Linked DNA regions of Gossypium hirsutum: region 1 is linked to region 2. Evidence: chromatin contacts called from public Hi-C data. All regions are on one chromosome and are shown on one strand. The core of a region is the stretch at or near the end of the contact, and the rest is flanking DNA. Distances in the headings are between cores, read along the strand shown. Region 1 holds the start of LOC107918077 (indole-3-acetic acid-amido synthetase GH3.6). Region 2 has its middle 12 kb from the start of LOC107916991.

What was found. Hi-C and Micro-C count contacts between places; a contact is called where the count stands out from the background.
Region 1: a Hi-C map of leaf shows a contact between it and region 2, with 2.2 times the contacts expected there. The contact joins the promoter of LOC107918077 here to the enhancer-like site in region 2. A contact is called at or near these places in 4 of 34 Hi-C or Micro-C datasets (anther, callus, hypocotyl and 1 more).

Annotation. Positions count from the first base shown.
Region 1 is chrA01:9,989,434-9,992,957 of Gossypium_hirsutum_v2.1, forward strand. LOC107918077 (indole-3-acetic acid-amido synthetase GH3.6) reads left to right here and starts at 1,377. Exons shown (of 3, transcript XM_016847581.2): 1 at 1,377-1,850; 2 at 2,054-2,982; 3 at 3,101-3,524. The coding sequence starts at 1,525.
Region 2 is chrA01:9,918,872-9,922,182 of Gossypium_hirsutum_v2.1, forward strand. No RefSeq gene overlaps it. Among protein-coding and RNA genes, the nearest start is that of LOC107916991, 12 kb to the right of the region's middle. Within about 2 kb of position 1,575, at least 7 of the 9 cell types and tissues checked have an H3K27ac peak or open chromatin away from gene starts, as enhancers often do. A contact at or near this core is called in leaf, where this site is marked.

The DNA of each region.
Region 1 (3,524 bases), core at 127-2,626, 70 kb after region 2:
ATAAGTATATTAGTCCATATACATTAGATCAATGACAAACTGGTCATTCTATTAAATATTTCATTCATTTCTATTGTTAAAAAATTATCCTTATATGTCAGCATAAGATACACCTAACATACCATGTGTTACCATAAGTTATTTCGTCAATTATATCAATTTTTAATAGAAAGAACCCGATTTATTTTTTTATCTAATATATAAATATACACCTTTTTAATAAAAAATATAATTTAATTTTTTATACAAAAATCTCCATTAAAAATATATTTTTATTAATAAAATGGAGGTATAGTAATACAAAGTCAAAGTCGTAATAGAAATTTGTATAGTAAAAGTTGGGGGCATGACTACTCCTTCTATAAAGTAAGTAATATTATAACAACATATGTAAGAAGCCGAGCTTTTGCAGCCGATTAGGTTCCTAGTAAAAATAAAGTACGTGAAGGAACTGAACTCCCATTCGTACACGTGTCAAATTGTAAAATTTGACAGCCAGCTGGCTAGCCGGTCCCACTTAAATCCTTTAAACAAGAAAATAATAAGGAAAACGCGCCCCTCCCAATTATTTACCGTACGCATCTAACACACACACATAATTTGTTTCTCTTCTCTTCTCCATTTTCTTTTCTATTTATCTTTTCAAGAGATATTGACATATTGTCTCGCGAGAACTTCAGAGTAAACGCCGTTTTTTTCATCTGTTACTGGGAAATGCAATTTACAATTACTTGAAACCTAATTTAAAGGAAATTGGCTGCCGGTATTTTTTGAGACACCCGCGGTACAAGCGCGTTTGTACCGGTGATTTTACTGCGGGATTACCGGGAATTGCCTGTCAACCTTTTCTACCCGGTTGAACTGGTTTTTTTCTCCATATCTATATCAAATTACGCTTTATCAATTGTATTTAAGCATATACATTGTCCTTTGGAAAAAAAATCAGTAAATTAATTATGTATTTTAAGTGAAAATTTCGTGATATTTAATCAAATAAATTGGTTTTTTTTATATATTAAATTGTGAATAGCAATTTTTAAATAAAAAGAATTAATATTTTTCTTTTTTAAAAATGATAAAATGGGATAATTGGGTACTTGGGATTTTAGAGTGAAGGGAACTGATCAAAGTTAAGGATAGAACTTGAATTGGGTATTTTGGCATGTTTTACTTTGATAGGAAAAAAAAATGAAGCATATCGGAATATTCAAATTTCTTTATCTTAAGGCATGCAAAAAACAAAAACAAAAATAAAAATAATTGATAAATAAGAAAAGAGAAATTGACGTATATACCCTTAATTGTACCATTATTTTTTAAAGCTCAAGCAAACTTCAATGCTCCATCTATTTATACCCAACCCCTTCCTTCTTTTTCCCTCACACCTAAACCCAAACCAAAATAATAGACATCCATTTCATCTATCAAACACCCTCCTCTCTCTCTCTCTCTCTCTCTCTCTCTCTCTCTCTCTTTCTTGGCTCTTAAGAAAAAGGCCTTTCTTAAACAACAAATATCAGAATCATGCCTGAAGCACCTAAGAACACACTTAAACCTACTGCAGATTACAACCTGGAACTGAAGAACAAGAAAACCCTTCAGTTCATTGAGGATGTGACTTCAAACGCTGATGAAGTTCAAAAGAAAGTCCTTGAAGAGATCCTTTCACGCAATGCTCATGTTGAGTACCTGCAAACACGTGGCCTTAATGGTCACACTGATAGAGAGACTTTCAAAAAAACCATGCCTGTCATCACCTATGAGGATATCCAACCCCATATTGACCGTATTGCCAATGGTGATACCTCTCCCATACTTTCTTCCAACCCCATTTCTGAGTTCTTGACAAGGTCAGCAAACTAAACAACCCTTTTTCCTTTTTATGCATATGTTTTTTTTTTAAAGGTTTTTTCCTGTTTTCGTTTCCTCTCCTCCTAGGCAGGCCATTTCAAACTTGACCTGTTTTACAAGCACATCAGTGATAGCCTGCCTTGTAGATTTCATGTTTATTTTGGTTTTGGCTAAACGGATGGTCTTGGTTTCTTCTTTGCAGCTCTGGGACATCAGGCGGGGAGAGAAAGCTGATGCCAACAATTGAAGAGGAGTTAGGAAGGAGGTCACTGCTCTATAGCTTACTGATGCCTGTTATGAGCCAATTTGTCCCTGGTCTAGACAAAGGCAAAGGAATGTACTTTTTGTTTATAAAATCCGAGGCTAAGACACCTGGTGGCCTTGTGGCACGCCCTGTTCTCACTAGCTATTACAAAAGCATCCATTTCAAGGATAGGCCATATGACCCTTACACCAACTACACTAGCCCAAATGAAACCATCCTTTGTCCCGATTCTTACCAAAGCATGTACTCTCAAATGCTTTGTGGACTTTGGCAACACAAAGAGGTCCTCAGGGTGGGCGCTGTTTTTGCCTCTGGCTTCATCAGGGCCATCAAGTTCCTTGAAAAACATTGGCGTCTCCTTTGCAATGATATAAGAACAGGAACCATTGATTCCCAAATCACTGACCAATCTGTGAGAGAGGCTGTTATGAAAATCCTGAAACCTGATCCTAAACTTGCTGATTTCATTGAGGCCGAGTGCAGCAAAGATTCATGGCAAGGGATCATCACAAGGTTATGGCCTAATACAAAATATGTGGATGTGATTGTGACTGGGACCATGTCACAGTACATTCCCACTCTTGATTACTACAGCAATGGCCTCCCTCTCGTCTGCACCATGTATGCATCCAGTGAATGCTATTTTGGTGTCAACCTCAACCCTCTTTGCAAGCCAAGTGAAGTTTCCTACACTCTCGTTCCCACAATGGCCTACTTTGAATTCTTGCCGGTTCAAAGGAACAATGGCGTCACTAGTTCTATTTCTGTGCCCAAAACTCTCAATGAGAAAGAACAACAAGAATTGGTTGACCTTGTTGATGTTAAACTTGGCCAAGAGTATGAGCTTGTTGTCACCACTTATTCAGGTACATCAAAATAACATTTTTAAGAATTATTGTATAGTTTTAGAGACATCATGTTTATACTTTAAGAACTGTAGTATAACTTGTCTATATCTGACAGTTGAAAATAATGCTTTTGCAGGACTTTATCGTTATAGAGTTGGTGATGTGCTAAGGGTAGCAGGGTTTAAAAACAACGCACCGCAATTCAATTTCATATGCAGGAAAAATGTAGTTTTGTGCATCGATTCAGATAAGACTGATGAGGTTGAACTTCAAAATGCTGTGAAGAATGCAGTGAACCATTTGCTGCCATTCGGTGCAACATTGGCTGAGTACACTAGTTATGCAGATACCACAACAATTCCAGGCCACTATGTGTTGTACTGGGAACTTAGTCTCAATGGTAACACCCCAATTCCTCCTTCAGTTTTTGAGGACTGTTGCTTAACCATTGAAGAGTCCCTCAACAGTGTATACCGCCAAGGGCGTGTATGTGACAAATCCATTGGACCTCTTGAGATCAAGGTTGTTGAACCAGGGACATTTGACAAGCTGATGGATTA
Region 2 (3,311 bases), core at 325-2,824:
AAAATTCTAAATTTTGACTTTCAAAAGCCAATTGGGTGCCAAATTATAATTATATCTCTAATTTATATAAATTATAAATTGTAAATATAATTCATATATTCAAAATAAATTTTACAAATAGTTTGTACCAATTTAAGAATTTAAAATGTGTATTTCATAAATATTAATGGACTATCATAAATCATTCTTATATTTTATTGTCATCTAGTTAAATATTTGTTTATATTAAAATAATACTAAAATGTCATGTTGGTAATAATAATAACAATAATATTATTGTTATTAATAAAGCAGGAGAAAGAAAGTTACTTTGCATTTGACACAGTTATTCAATAACTTATAATTGTTTTTTATTAATTTATAAGATTATTTTTATATTAATTTTAATATTTAAAATACAATTTATATATTTTACTTAAATTTATAAATAATTTATATTAATTACTTAAAATTATTTAAAATTTATATTTCATATACATAATATTAATAAATTTAAATATCATTTAAATTAACTTATTCTTTTACTACAACACCTTATTGAAAATGAACTATATAAATTTTTACTACACTTTTTTAACACAATACTAAAGATTTGAAATCTTAAATCTCTTTTTTTTCAAAAAATAATCTTAACCTCTTTTTTCAAAACTATGTTTCTATTCTACTTTCCAAAAGTTATGCTAAATCGTCAAAATATAAAATAATTATAGAAATTCAATTTATTCAAATTTACGTGTATATATATATATATATATATGCACGTTAAAGTCGAGAATCTATAATCTAAGGTATTGTACATCAACTTTCTAAACCTAAAGTGCAAAGCAGAGGCTTTAAACGATTTGTTAAGATTATATCTCTTTCCACCCCAAAAACTGATTGTAAGTTTGATATATACTTAACATGCTTCGAATTAACTAAAATATAATCCTGAATTCTTTTCCTCAAAATGCGAGTTTAGGGCAGTGACACAATAATTGGGGATAGCTCCCTTAATTTGCTGGCCAATGCTCCACATACAACAGTACTAATTATTCTATATTCTTCGACAATATGTTAGTGTAGAGAATTGACTTATTACACAGTACCCCCAATTTTGAGGCACTTGAGATACAAGACTACATGAACAGTAAGTTGATAAAGACCCTTCTCTACCAGACAACCGCCCATTATCACCACCCATTTGTTAATCGAAAAAAGCAACTGAAATTATCCCATTCAAGGTTAAACACCTCACTGTTCTTTTGGGTAAATTATCACTATCCATGAAAGTCAAACAAACAAAAAAAATCTCCCTAAACGATCAAGTTATGGGGCAAAAAAGTTTATTTAGGGATTAAAATATCATTAATGTTTATTTTATGATTCATGGAAATTTATTTTTTGGAATTTGAGGATATCTTTTTTAATAATGTTATCTTGTGGATTTGAATATGAGTTTTTTTTTAATAGTGTAATGCTTTTTCAACAATTAGACTTGTTTAATTGTCGAAACTCATCAAGGTGACTATAAGTTAGCACTAAAAGCGTAAGAAAACAACCAATGGAGACACGAGACAAAACATCCACTATTGAATTTTGCTTTCAAGGACGGTAAAGTACTTCAACAACATACCCCACCAATTTATAAAGGTAGTGTTGTTCTAGAGTCTGAATGGTTTAATCAATTATGTTCTTAAGAGCCTTTTGATCAGTAATATAAAAATATGAATATTTATGAAATTAATGTAAAAATATATTGAAGAATGGTCAAGTAATTTGGCCAATAAAAATATATGGGAAATAAAAAATGGATTTATTAGGGATCATTCACCTCATGACATTGTGTGATAACTGTAGTGGGCCAAATTTGCCCGACCCAAATAGATACCAAATAAATAAACCAAAAAACAACAATAAGTGTAAAACCCAAATAAAAATTTAATGCCCCATTACAGTCCAAATTATTACAATATTCCACAGTCCAAATTACATGACCCAAATTTAAAACCTAAACCAAATATAATGGCCCATTAACCATGACCCAAAAATAGGCCCAATAAGCCCAATGTCTAAATCGAGAAACCCTAGCAGCTTTCCACTTGTGCCATAGCAGCCCCCGCAACCTCCAGGCACCGTACAACGCCTCCAGCAACCACGTCAATAGCCCTCGTACGCCAGCACAGTCTCCGTACGATGCCAACGCATCCCGTACCTGCAAGAAGGACAAACACAGCAGCAAATACAAACAAAAATGGCAGAACAGCAAATAGAAGGGAACGAAAATTGTATTTGGAATTTATTTTTCCTTTTTCTTTTTTCTCTTCGGCTATAAAAGCGAAGCTGCGAATCAGTTGTAAAAGAGGAGGATACACATATTGAATGCAAAGAGCAGAGGTGATTTCATACTTTTCTTTCCGATTTTTTTATTTTCTTCTTAGTTTACTCATTGTTAATGCATACAACTAAAAACCGATGAAAGCCATAAATATTTCTGCTATGCGGATATAATGGCGAGAGGTCAAGTAGCAGTATTTACTTTACAAATCTGTTTCCATTTTTTTTTAAAAAAATAATAACGTGAGATTCGAGCATTTCATTCAAACAAAGAAGGAGAGGAGAAAGATACTTACTAAACCCTTTTAAAACTTGTTCAAGTGTCTTCAACGGGGAAAACGGGTGCTTTTTGCATGCAGATGGTCACCAAAATAATGGTGATTCGGCTGCTAAATAGAAACCCAAGAAACTTAGTTCCCAGGCTGTTTTTTTCCGTATATTACCAGTTTTAGTCCCTAGATGTTTTTGCACGTTGGATGTTCGTCCTTTTATCATTACTATTTTATTTTTTAATTACCCCATGTATTTTACTTTAATTTTAATCGAGTCCTTTCATCTTATACCTCTTTTTATTTTATTTTATTTGTGCATTTTAATTAATCTTGATAATTGCTTCTTCATTCTTGTAGATTCGTTTTTGTTTTAATATTATGACCGTATTTCGCACTCTTTAAATATTTATTTCTTTTATGTTATTATACATATACATATTGTTATAAAAAAGTTAATGTATTTGCATGTATATAATAATTCTTGGCTCTGTTCATGTATTTTGGAATATATATTTTTATTATTCTAACACGTTTTGTACATATATTTTACGTAATGTTTAAATTATTTTTATGCTTATTTATATTAGTATACATATTATATATATATATATATATATATATATTTCTAAACCTATACATTTTACATTTACATTTTCTTTACACAAAAGCGTGTTTTTTTTAATCTATTGTTTAATTTATTATAAAATTAATTTAGCCCTATGA